2 separate regions of the Gossypium raimondii genome follow, and region 1 is linked to region 2. The links are chromatin contacts, called in public Hi-C maps. All regions are on one chromosome and are shown on one strand. The core of a region is the stretch at or near the end of the contact, and the rest is flanking DNA. Distances in the headings are between cores, read along the strand shown. Region 1 holds the start of LOC105779714 (60S acidic ribosomal protein P0). Region 2 holds the start of LOC105780516 (probable zinc metalloprotease EGY2, chloroplastic).

Evidence for each region. A called contact is a pair of places that touch in the nucleus more often than the background predicts.
Region 1: a contact with region 2 is called in a Hi-C map of leaf, with 2.3 times the contacts expected there. The contact joins the promoter of LOC105779714 here to the promoter of LOC105780516 in region 2. A contact is called at or near these places in 2 of 2 Hi-C or Micro-C datasets (both in leaf).

What each region holds. Positions count from the first base shown.
Region 1 is chr4:38,805,560-38,810,886 of ASM2569854v1, forward strand. It overlaps LOC105779714 (60S acidic ribosomal protein P0), which reads left to right and starts at 1,800. Exons shown (of 5, transcript XM_012603607.2): 1 at 1,800-2,224; 2 at 2,336-2,404; 3 at 3,284-3,382; 4 at 3,471-3,863; 5 at 3,950-4,262. The coding sequence starts at 1,967. The coding sequence ends at 4,093. It overlaps LOC105779713 (glycosylinositol phosphorylceramide mannosyl transferase 1), which reads right to left. Exons shown (of 5, transcript XM_012603605.2): 4 at 5,222-5,292; 5 at 4,433-4,769. The coding sequence ends at 4,609.
Region 2 is chr4:38,654,837-38,660,447 of ASM2569854v1, forward strand. It overlaps LOC105780516 (probable zinc metalloprotease EGY2, chloroplastic), which reads left to right and starts at 1,996. Exons shown (of 12, transcript XM_012604900.2): 1 at 1,996-2,347; 2 at 2,430-2,502; 3 at 2,757-2,900; 4 at 3,562-3,612; 5 at 3,707-3,817; 6 at 4,099-4,173; 7 at 4,259-4,364; 8 at 4,461-4,554; 9 at 5,019-5,172. The coding sequence starts at 2,193.

The DNA.
Region 1 (5,327 bases), core at 550-3,049, 150 kb after region 2:
ATTTATAAACGAATTTTAATGATATAAATTCTCTAATATAACAAAAAATACATTTATGGTATATTTGACTAGCACAAGAGTAATTGGATAAAATATAATTACTATCTTAATAATTACACTCTATTGTAATTACAAAAATTGTAATTCCCTTAACTTGTTTGCTAGTAAAATTGTAATTAGACAGTTATATAATTTATTTTGTAAAATATTATTTACTATAAACGTATTAGTATGATAAATAAAAATTCTAAATGAGTAACAAAAATTAAAATTGAATTATCATATGTAATATGTTAGTCCAAGAAAATAGTTGATAATATTATTACTAATAAAATAACAATAAAATAAATATCATATGTAGTTTGGTCTAATTGCTCTAGTATTCCATATTTGTTGGGTTATTCACTCTTTAACATTCAACATATAGTTCTTATTACATCTAAATATGAATTTGCATCATTAAGATTATCAAGATTTTTTTCTTTCATGTACTCTTCAAAGTTTGAATCATCTCAATTCCGCCTATAAATGAAGTTATAAAGTATAACATGTGATCCAATTTTTTTTTTATTGTTATGCTAAGGTGGTGTTGTTAATATAGGAAACCTCTTTTTTAGAACAACAAATGTCTTCTTAACTATATTTTGGAAGCTTTCAATGTCTCAAATTAAAGAGTTTCACAAGTTGTCTCTAGTACTTATGTTTGGCTCCATTCTCTCAAATGGTATCGTACCTCATGATATGGTGCAAGAAAACCTTTTTGCATTTGCATAAGTAGCATCTACCACATTATATTTGGGTTCCAGTGCAAATAAGCTATAGTTTTAATTATATAAACTCAATTTGAAAAAAGACTTACGCTAGGCTATAGCCCTTTCTATAATAAGTACTTAAGTTAAAATAATATAAATTTTATAATACATAACCTTTTTAAAGAAAGGTTTTATAAAGTATCCAATAACTTTCAAACATCTCTTATAAATAATATTATTTTGTCATAACTTTAGGAAGTTATTTTTTATAAATAAATAATGAAAAAATTATAACATTTTTTAAAATATTTTTATACTATATAGCATGGACACATACAATGGTGGATTTTTGGACTAAATTTTGGGGGCCTAGTAAAATTTTCAAAAAATTAAGAGTTTAATGAGACTTTTTTAAAACAATTGGGGTCTAAGAATTTGCATGAATTTGAGGAAGCTTAATTAAAATTTTCTAAAATTTCAAGGAGCCCCTAGACGCGTAAATAAGTTATGCCATACTTTATGACTATAACTTTTTATTAATAAGTAGATTATAACACTTGTATAACATTAAAATTATTTTTATAATATAATTTTTTTGTTATAACTTTCAAAAATACATATAAATTATTTTTATAATATATTTTTTAAGATTTATAATATAACCTTAGAAACTTTTGGCCATACCCATACCAAACACTCCTACTTATTTATTATTATAATATAGTTTTTATAACTTATATAAAAATAATTTTTGAAATTAAATCATGTACAGTATTTGAAAAGTTATACAATAATTAGATTTAAGTGTAATTATCCTAATTTTCGCATTCCCCTAAAATTCGAAAAGTATAATTTCTAATTCAGTCGAACTTATAAATTACAATAATTATCCAAAATATTTACATCCAAAGGGCGAGAAAGAAAACGCAAGCTAAAGAAGTCTTCGGATATAATGACCTCAATCTTCTATTTGAACCTTGATTTTCAAGGTTTTGTCTTAAAAAGGGCAATTTCTAAGGTCCACTAAACCATGACCGGTCGAATATGAAGCCCAAACCCAATCTCGACCGTCTGGTCAAGAACAACCCTAAAACCCTAATTCCCCTTTCCCATTTCTCATCCTACTATATAACCCTACTGTAACCCTAATCCCCATTTTAACCGAGCATAAACGCATCGTCTTGGCCTTTTGTTACTAATACTACCATCCCAAAATGGCAGTGAAGCCCTCCAAAGCCGACAAGAAAATCGCCTACGATGCTAAATTATGTCAGCTCTTAGACGAGTACACCCAGATCTTAATTGCGGCAGCCGACAATGTGGGTTCGAATCAGCTCCAGAACATTCGCAAAGGTCTTCGAGGTGACTCAGTTGTTCTCATGGGTAAAAATACAATGATGAAACGGTCCGTCCGTATGCACGCTGAGAAAACCGGAAACCAGGCTTTCCTTAACCTTATCCCCTTGCTTCAGGTTCTTTAAACTTCTAATATTTATTAATATATTTTTTTTGGTATATTGGGCTCATTATTATTTTGTGTATAGAGCAAAGAAGTGATTGTTTTATGGGTTTATTTTAATCAGGGAAATGTTGGTTTGATTTTTACCAAGGGTGATTTGAAGGAAGTTAGTGAGGAAGTTGCCAAGTACAAGGTTTGTTATTATATCTTTCATATGAATTAAAATTGAAATATTTGATATTAGAATTGTTTCTGTCATTCTTTTTTTGTCAATGTTGCAATGTAATAAATGGAAAATCGAATTAAGAACATGTGAACTTGATATTTCATATTCTGTTGAAGTTATTATTATGTTGTTGAAAGTAGGTATTTATCTTTCACATTGATTTAATAATATTTTAGCTTTTTGATAGCTGAGAAATTCCATTCTCAGCTTTTGGGCTCGATTGTAAGAAGTTAAGTTGCATGTATGCTTCTGGGGATTCATTCTTTGCTTTCAAGTCACTTGCTAACGTATTGTGATTGTTTGCGGCAATCCATATTCTTAAATTAAGCAATGGATTTGATACCAGTCTGATTGTGGAGTTCTATCTGGTTTTCTTTTGGTTCTGGATTTAGAAGTTGGGGACACCATTTGCTTCTGGTTCATTTGCTAGTATATTATAATAGTTTACTTGAACCCCCATACTTGAATTAACCAATACATTCGACGGAAATCTCTTTGTGGAGTCCAATTGTGTGTCCTTTTGGTTCTAGATTTGAAACTCATATGTTGTATTTTGAATCAGACTATCATGAATTTTTTCTTGGTTCTGTAAAGTTCAAGTTAATTTAATGTAGTTGTTTATTGCTAAAATATTGTGTTATTGGATCTGGCTTCAAAAGTTGAAAGATTCATTGTTTGCTGCTGGTTCATTTCCTAGTAAGTTATAATAGTTTTCATTTGAATGTATTATGAATTTCTTCTTGGTGCTATGAAGTTCAACTTCGTTTGATGTAATGGTTGTTTCTTGCTAAAATATCTTGTTTTCTCGATGTGCTTGGATTTACCATCATATTTTGTTTTGAACAGGTTGGAGCTCCTGCTCGTGTTGGTCTGGTTGCACCCATTGATGTGGTTGTCCCACCCGGCAACACTGGGCTTGACCCTTCACAAACTTCTTTCTTCCAGGTACTGCACTTTGTCTGCCAGTGATATCTTGTGTTTTAGCTGTTAGAACCACTGCTCAGTTCATATCATTAATTTTGTTACATTTCAGGTTCTTAATATTCCAACCAAGATTAACAAGGGTACTGTTGAAATTATCACTCCTGTGGAGCTTATCAAGAAGGGCGACAAGGTTGGGTCTTCTGAGGCTGCACTTCTTGCCAAGCTTGGAATTAGGCCCTTCTCATATGGTCTTATTGTATTGTCTGTTTATGACAATGGCTCTGTTTTTAGCCCTGAGGTGTTGGATCTTACCGAGGATGACCTGATTGAGAAATTTGCTACTGGTGTCTCCATGGTTACTGCATTGTCTCTTGCCATCTCATACCCGACCCTTGCAGCTGCACCACACATGTTCATCAATGGCTACAAGAATGTCTTGGCTGTTGCAGTTGCAACAGAGTATTCTTTCCCTCAGGCTGATAAAGTGAAAGAGTATTTGGCGGTACGGAATTGATTCCTATCCTGCAAACTATTTCTTGAATTTCCCAAGTCATTTTTGAGCTTAAAGTAATTGTTGCATGCTTTCAGGATCCAAGCAAATTTGCCGTTGCTGCTGCCCCTGTTGCTGCTGGTGGTGGTGCTGCTCCGGCTGCTGCTGCCCCTGTGGAGGAGAAAAAACCAGAACCAGAAGAAGAGTCTGATGATGATATGGGATTCAGTCTCTTTGACTAAGTTTGTCTTTATTAGTAGAAAGATTCAGGATTAGAAGACTTGAGAAAAATCTGAGAACGTTACGAGTTGTTCATCGTAGTTTTGTTTTGATGTGGTTGCTTTGGAAGTTTTGAGAATTCACAAGTTTTTTTGCAGCTTTTGTTAATGCTCAAATGCTAACGGTTGATTATCTTGCCTTTAGTTAATTCATGCCACAAAGTATTTTAAATCAAGTATGGCTTCGAATATTGTAAAAGCATAGAAAGAACATCAACGATGAAAAAACAGTACATTCTAAAATGATTAATCTGTTCCTAAATCAGGAGATCAGAGTTAAGTACTACTTTGTAAAGTCCCAAATGGTGAAATACCGTGTTGGCACGAATCTATTCTCAAAACACATTAAGCGTACAACAAAATTTATATATTATACAAACTCGGGATAATTGAAACAGTGTTGGAATAATTTCAACCTGCGGATTGAGCAATAAATAAGTGGAAAATGTGAAGCCGTGTTAAGGGTGCAATCTCAGGCATCACCAAAACCAACTGTAGCGGCTATCCACAGCCTTCATAACAGTCGGAACTAAGGGCATTCGTCCAAACTCATCCACAAACTTGTTGACACATTCTGTTCTTCTTTCACTATGACCTCCCAGGCTGCTAATGCCAGTTGAACCGATCTCAAATATTTTCCCTACCATTGGAGCACAAGAATTAACTTGAATTTAACATATAATGATGTAAGAGTAAGCAAGGAAATTCGTAAAATTTTAAAAGAAAGAATGAAAGGAGAAGTTGGTTGAAACAAAAGCCTAAATAATTTTCAACTTCAAGACTCTGGAAGAAAGAACTCAATCAAAGCAACTTCTTAAGAGATCAAAGCAAAAGATAACATTACTAGCCAAAATATTTAACATCTGTTAGCCAAAATCAGTAGCATCTATACCAAATACGATGGCCATAGAACTAAACTATGACTAGTCTTGTAACTACCAATCGCAACATCTTGATTGTACTTGCTTTCTATTTTTTAAAGGCTTTTTTCTTAATGCATATTCGGTATGCCCGCCAATCATTTTTGCATAACATGAGGATCACAAAAGAGAGAAAAATATAGTATACGATTAAGATTCCTTTAGATTTTACCTTTCACCCAAATGGGAGGAGCATCTGTGGCATTTGCAACAAGAAATGACATCGCAATATCTTCACAATTCCTGGTTAATTCAGCCATGGAGTTAGTATAATAAAA
Region 2 (5,611 bases), core at 746-3,245:
TAAATTTGTTTTTTAAGCTTTCTAGGTGAAAGAGTCACAAAGAAAAAACAAAATTGCAAAAAAGATCAAATTACACAATGCGTAAAATGTTGAGGGTTAGATATTTTAAAATCAAGACTAAATTGACACAATGTATAAATGTTGAGGTTAAAGTTGCTATTATGTCAATTTTAAAAGCTACCACTGTTAACCTATTGATATAGGGATGGCGTTGAGCTAGGTGAAAGCGAATATTGCTAAATCCACCACTGCTCTTCAGTTGGCATGTTTTGCTTTATCACTCACCCCGCTCCATTATGGATGCGCAATTTTGAAAATCATTACCACCTCCATGGATGTTAGATGCATCCATCCCCACTCCGCCCTGTTTCAATTTAATTTTTGCTACTTATCTTTAATATTTTCAATCTTTTCAAAGTCAAGTAAATATTTAAACATAATTCTTCAAAAAATATTTAAACATAATATATATATATATATATATATATGGATTTTCATATATTATGTTATTACATTTTTACCTTTTTAATAATTTATATATATAAAGACAAAATGATAATTTTATATAGTGAAGTAGGTCGGGGTGGGACAAGCAATTATCATAATCGTTTTATACCCACCTTTCAAAAGAAAAAGTCTCCTCGCCTCGCCCCGCATTCACTTTTCAAAAGAAATAATTTGCTCAATTCAGAATGAATTGATTCGAAATTCATCGTACGATTCGAGTTTTGCCATCCCTACGCTGGTGACCAGAAAAGATAAAATTGAATAGTTAGGTGACTCTTTTATAACTTTTCATAATTGAATGACAAAAAAATATTTATAATTGAGTAATCATTATGTGATATTCATAGTTGGATAATAAAAAAATAGATTTTTTTATCAAAATAATATAAAATAATTAAATAAATACTGAAATGGGATAAAGACAATAATATTTACGAATATAAGCAGGAGCTACAGTAAAAAATCAGTGCCGCCTGACCAATTGGCGACACCCCTCTCCTCCGCCATCGGTCACATTAGGTTTAAATTTTTTTATGGGTGCTGCCTGGTCAATCGGCAGCATCAGACTGAAATGTGATGAAAAACTTTAAGGGTGCTACTTGACAGCTTGGCAGCACTAAACTTCAAAAGGGTAAATTGCTTAATAACCCCTTCTTATTTATTTTCTTTTATTTCCCTTCCATACCAAAAATAAAGAGGTCTATTACCAATTAGTTCACAAAGTTTTTTTTTACTAAAAAGCATTTTAAAAAAAAATCGATTTAAACTGAAAATAAATTTCATTTATTTATCGAAAATATTTTTTCAAAAATTTTTCTAGTTTGAATAATTTTTAAAAATAATTTTACAAAAAGTATTTGAACAAAAGATTTATTTTTAAAAATAAATAAAATTTATTTCAGTCTGGAATTCGCTTTTTTACAAAAATACGTTTTAGTAAAAAAATATTTTGGGCTAATTGGTAAGAGGCCTCTCTATTTTTTTTTGTGTTGAAGGGAAACAAAAAGAAATAATAAATAAGAAGGGTTTATGGAGTAATTTACCCTATTTGAAGTTTGGTGCCCTAAACTATCTGGCTTTTCAATCAAAATGGTAAGTTTGCATATCAGATCCCTAAATATTTTAAATCATTATATTTTAGTCTAGTACCGTCGATTGACCAGGTGACACCTTTTTTACTGTAGCTTCTATCTAGATTTGTAAGTATTTATTTAATTATTTTATATTATTTAAGTAAAAAATCCTAAAAAGAAATTTAGAGTGACTAAGGTTTTGTTTTCAAGCATTACCAAGCAGGTAAGCTACTATTCAGATATTCATCAAATATCTAAGTAGCCTCTCAAAATTGAGATTCCTCAACAACAGCACCACTCAAAATAGTACACGCAATTTCACTACACACGTGTCTCAATACAACTGGTGCAATAGGTTTCGCCTTTCAATAATCGGATCTCCCAGAAATATCGTTCTCTCGCAGTAACTCCTTCGATGCAACGAGCAACAGCAAAACGGATAAGACTCCAAAATAACATAAAAAAAACTCCAATCTCTCTTTTAAAAATCTGCGAAGCAAAATTTTCATAAAGTATTGAATTTTTTTTCCAATGGAAATTTGATCTTCAATTGAATTAAATTTACGTCTTTTGAGGAATTTGGATTTCATTTCTTTTAGAAAAAATAAAAAAATGAATTTAGCAGCAAGTTTCCGCGGGAACTTTGGTGTCTTATCTCAATGTAGCTCTTGCTGCGATCTTCGGTTTCAGCCATTGTTGTCGTCTTCGAGCTTTGCTAAGTCGCAACGGTGTCGTTTAAGGAGCTTGAAGTTTTCTCGCGTCCCTAGGTAGTTTTTTTTCTCATTATTTTTTTAAAAATATTCTGCTAAAGAAGAAAGCTTATGAACTAATTCTTTATTCCTCTTATAGATTTTTCAGGAAAAGAGAGATGTTTTGTAGAGTGACTGAAACAGAAACTGGACCAGATAGTAATAATGATGAGGTAATTATTTTATTACTCAATTAGTTCGGACTTCTAAAAAAAATTCCTTTTTTTTATTTTCTTTTCTATGTTGATACAAATTTGGAATTATTGCATTTTTCATTAATGAATCTATCAAGAAGTTATGAGCTACTTTGTGAATGCACTCAACATGTGGTATTTTTGCAATTTTGGATCCAGCAGTTAGCTCAAGATGGTTTATTTTTAGATGAAAAGGGAAATGTTCTTTGATGTTCGATGTTGAATGTCTGTAGGAGGAAGATAAGCATGAAAGTGGAGAAAAGCCGGCAACAACTGATTCTGTAGAGGAAAAAGATTCCCAGATTGATTTGCAGCCCATAAATGTTCAACAAATAAACAATAATGATGCAGAAACTACAGCTCAAGGTGCTGTGCAGGTACTAAATTTCTATTCTGTAGTAGTATCCTTATAGTGACAGAATAGGGCAATAGGCAAGCCCCTACATTACTTGGTTCTCAATTAGAGATGGTATTTGTCTCGTGTTTTAAGGTAGTATATATTTATATAAATTTTAATATGCTAATATTTCATATTATATAAAATCTGAATGTTCTTGCATTCGTGTATTTTTTTTTCGTGTTCTTCTTGCTCATGTCTGTATAATCCATCATGTCCAAAGTTGCCAGGTTTGTTCTCAATGCAAGATCGTGCTACTGTGCTTTTTGCAGGCCACTTTGTTAGATTTCATGTTCATCTCCTTGAATTCGTAACTTTTGGTGATTTTTAATCCCGTTTCTCTATTTTGATAGAAATGTTTTTGTCCAATTGAAAGCTAGATGGTAGTTTAGCTATAGCTATAACTAGCATTATGTTCGAATATTGGTATGGGAGTATGAACCTCCTCAAATATATGGAAAACTTAGAAATTTGGGCATACGCATCCGACACTGACCCTTGAGTCCAAGCAAGCTCCTGCCATACCTACAATTTGAAGTATTTTAGTACATGAATTCACATTCAGCTGCCATTTTGTAATCTGCAAAACATTAATCATAGCTTGCTCAACCTTTATCACATCAGGATTGTGTTTGATACAGGAGGATGACGCTATTGAAGTTACTAGTGGATCGCCTCTGCCAGGTGTGAAGGTGATCATGATGCTGTATCACTTCCTAGGCTGGAATTTACAAGAGAGATCTTCTTTTCCTGTTTCTTTTACATCTTCCCTTGTTTCCTGAACAGCCACAACAACTGGATGAATCAATGAGGATTCCAAAGGAAACCATTGACATTCTTAAGGATCAAGTATTTGCATTTGATACGTTCTTTGTAACGAGCCAGGAACCTTATGAGGTGTGTTAGTTATTTTGATAGTTCTAGGCTTCCTTGATCCTTTTTTTCCTTTTCTTTCAAACATGTATCAGAAGATTCTTAAGGGGCTGAAATCAACTAAAATTGCCTCTGCAACTTGAATTCATAACATATCCATGGAGATAATAATATTTACGTGGTTATAGATTGAACTTCTCCTTCAATAGGTGTTATATTGTCCTTGAGAATAAGATAGCAGAAAACTGTTAGCAATTTTATTTTTGTTTCTTATTTATGTTCTTTTTTTGCGTGATATTTGATAGGGTGGAGTATTGTTCAAAGGAAATCTTCGGGGACAAGCTGCTAGAAGTTATGAAAAGATATCTACTAGGATGCAGGTATGTTTACTCTGCTTGTTCCATTGTACTATTGTGGAGGTTAATGGCTGATTCTTTATTTAATTTCTTCTAAATGAATATACAGAACAAATTTGACGATGAATATAAGCTTTTCCTTCTTATCAATCCAGAAGATGACAAACCAGTGGCAGTTGTTGTCCCGAAAACAACTTTGCAACCCGAGACAACTGGTACTTGGCTATGCTATTACGTTATTCAAAAGTTTAATGTCATCCATGTCATACACCAAAGCCATTGCCATTAAGACTAAAGTATCCTTTTTGCAGCTGTCCCTGAGTGGTTGGCAGCTGGGGCTTTTGGTCTGGTTACAGTGTTTACCTTACTTCTTCGGAATGTGCCTGCATTGCAGTCCAACTTATTGTATGATTTTCTATCACTTTCATTCTGACAACTTAATCAAAATATTAACTGTGGCTTATTCCTGTCATCATAACCAAATCATAAGCAAGACAAAAATGCTACTATTTAGGCTGTTTTCCCTTCTGAGGATCATGTTTTGAGAATTGTACCAAGCTCATAAATTCTTATTTGATCGATCATTCAGTTTGAGTATTTTAAGATGGTAAATAATACATTAGCCTTGTCACTTTAGTTTATTCCTTTCGGAAAATATCTGTCCTAGGTTTCTTGACAAAGATTCCTCTCTCTCTCTCTTGCAAGGACTCGTTTCTATCATCGTTATTTTTCTCTTGGTTCTTGGAAGTTTAAGTTGATTGATTCTGATTTTTTCTTTGTTTCCCCTTTCTTAGAATTAGGAGAATTTTCCATCAGATCATTCAGTTTGTCTTATTGATTTACTGCGAATGATTTTGTTAATGGTCCAGATCAACATTTGACAACCTCAACTTGTTATCGAATGGTCTACCTGGAGCCTTTTTTACTGCACTTCTTCTGGGGGTACATGAATTGGGCCACATCTTAGTAGCAAAGAGCACAGGAGTTAAGCTTGGTGTTCCTTTCTTTGTTCCAAGTTGGCAGGTGATATATATAATTCTTTTCATTAATCCTTTGTTTCGGAACAAACTTCTCTTTTCCTTTCCCTTTTGTGTTCCTGTTAGTTGGTACCTTATATCTTTACTGCAATCTAGTGTGGAAATCATAGATAAGAACATTGCCATATATCTTGGAGGGTCTTTGGAGCAGTGGCTGATCCTGGGATTAAGTTTTGACCTTTGGGGGGCGTAGTAACATTTTCAAAAATTTTAAGAGTTTAATAAGATATTTTTTTTAAAAAGAATTGGGGGTCTAATTAAAATTTTTAAAAATTTTGAGATTAATGAGACTTTTCTAAAATTTTAAGAGCTTAATTAAAGTTTTCTAAAAATTTTAAGGGAAAAATCAAAATTTTCCAAAATTTTTAGGGGCCAAAAGGACCCCTAGGCCGTTATAATGGCCCACCCCTATTTTGGAGAGTCAC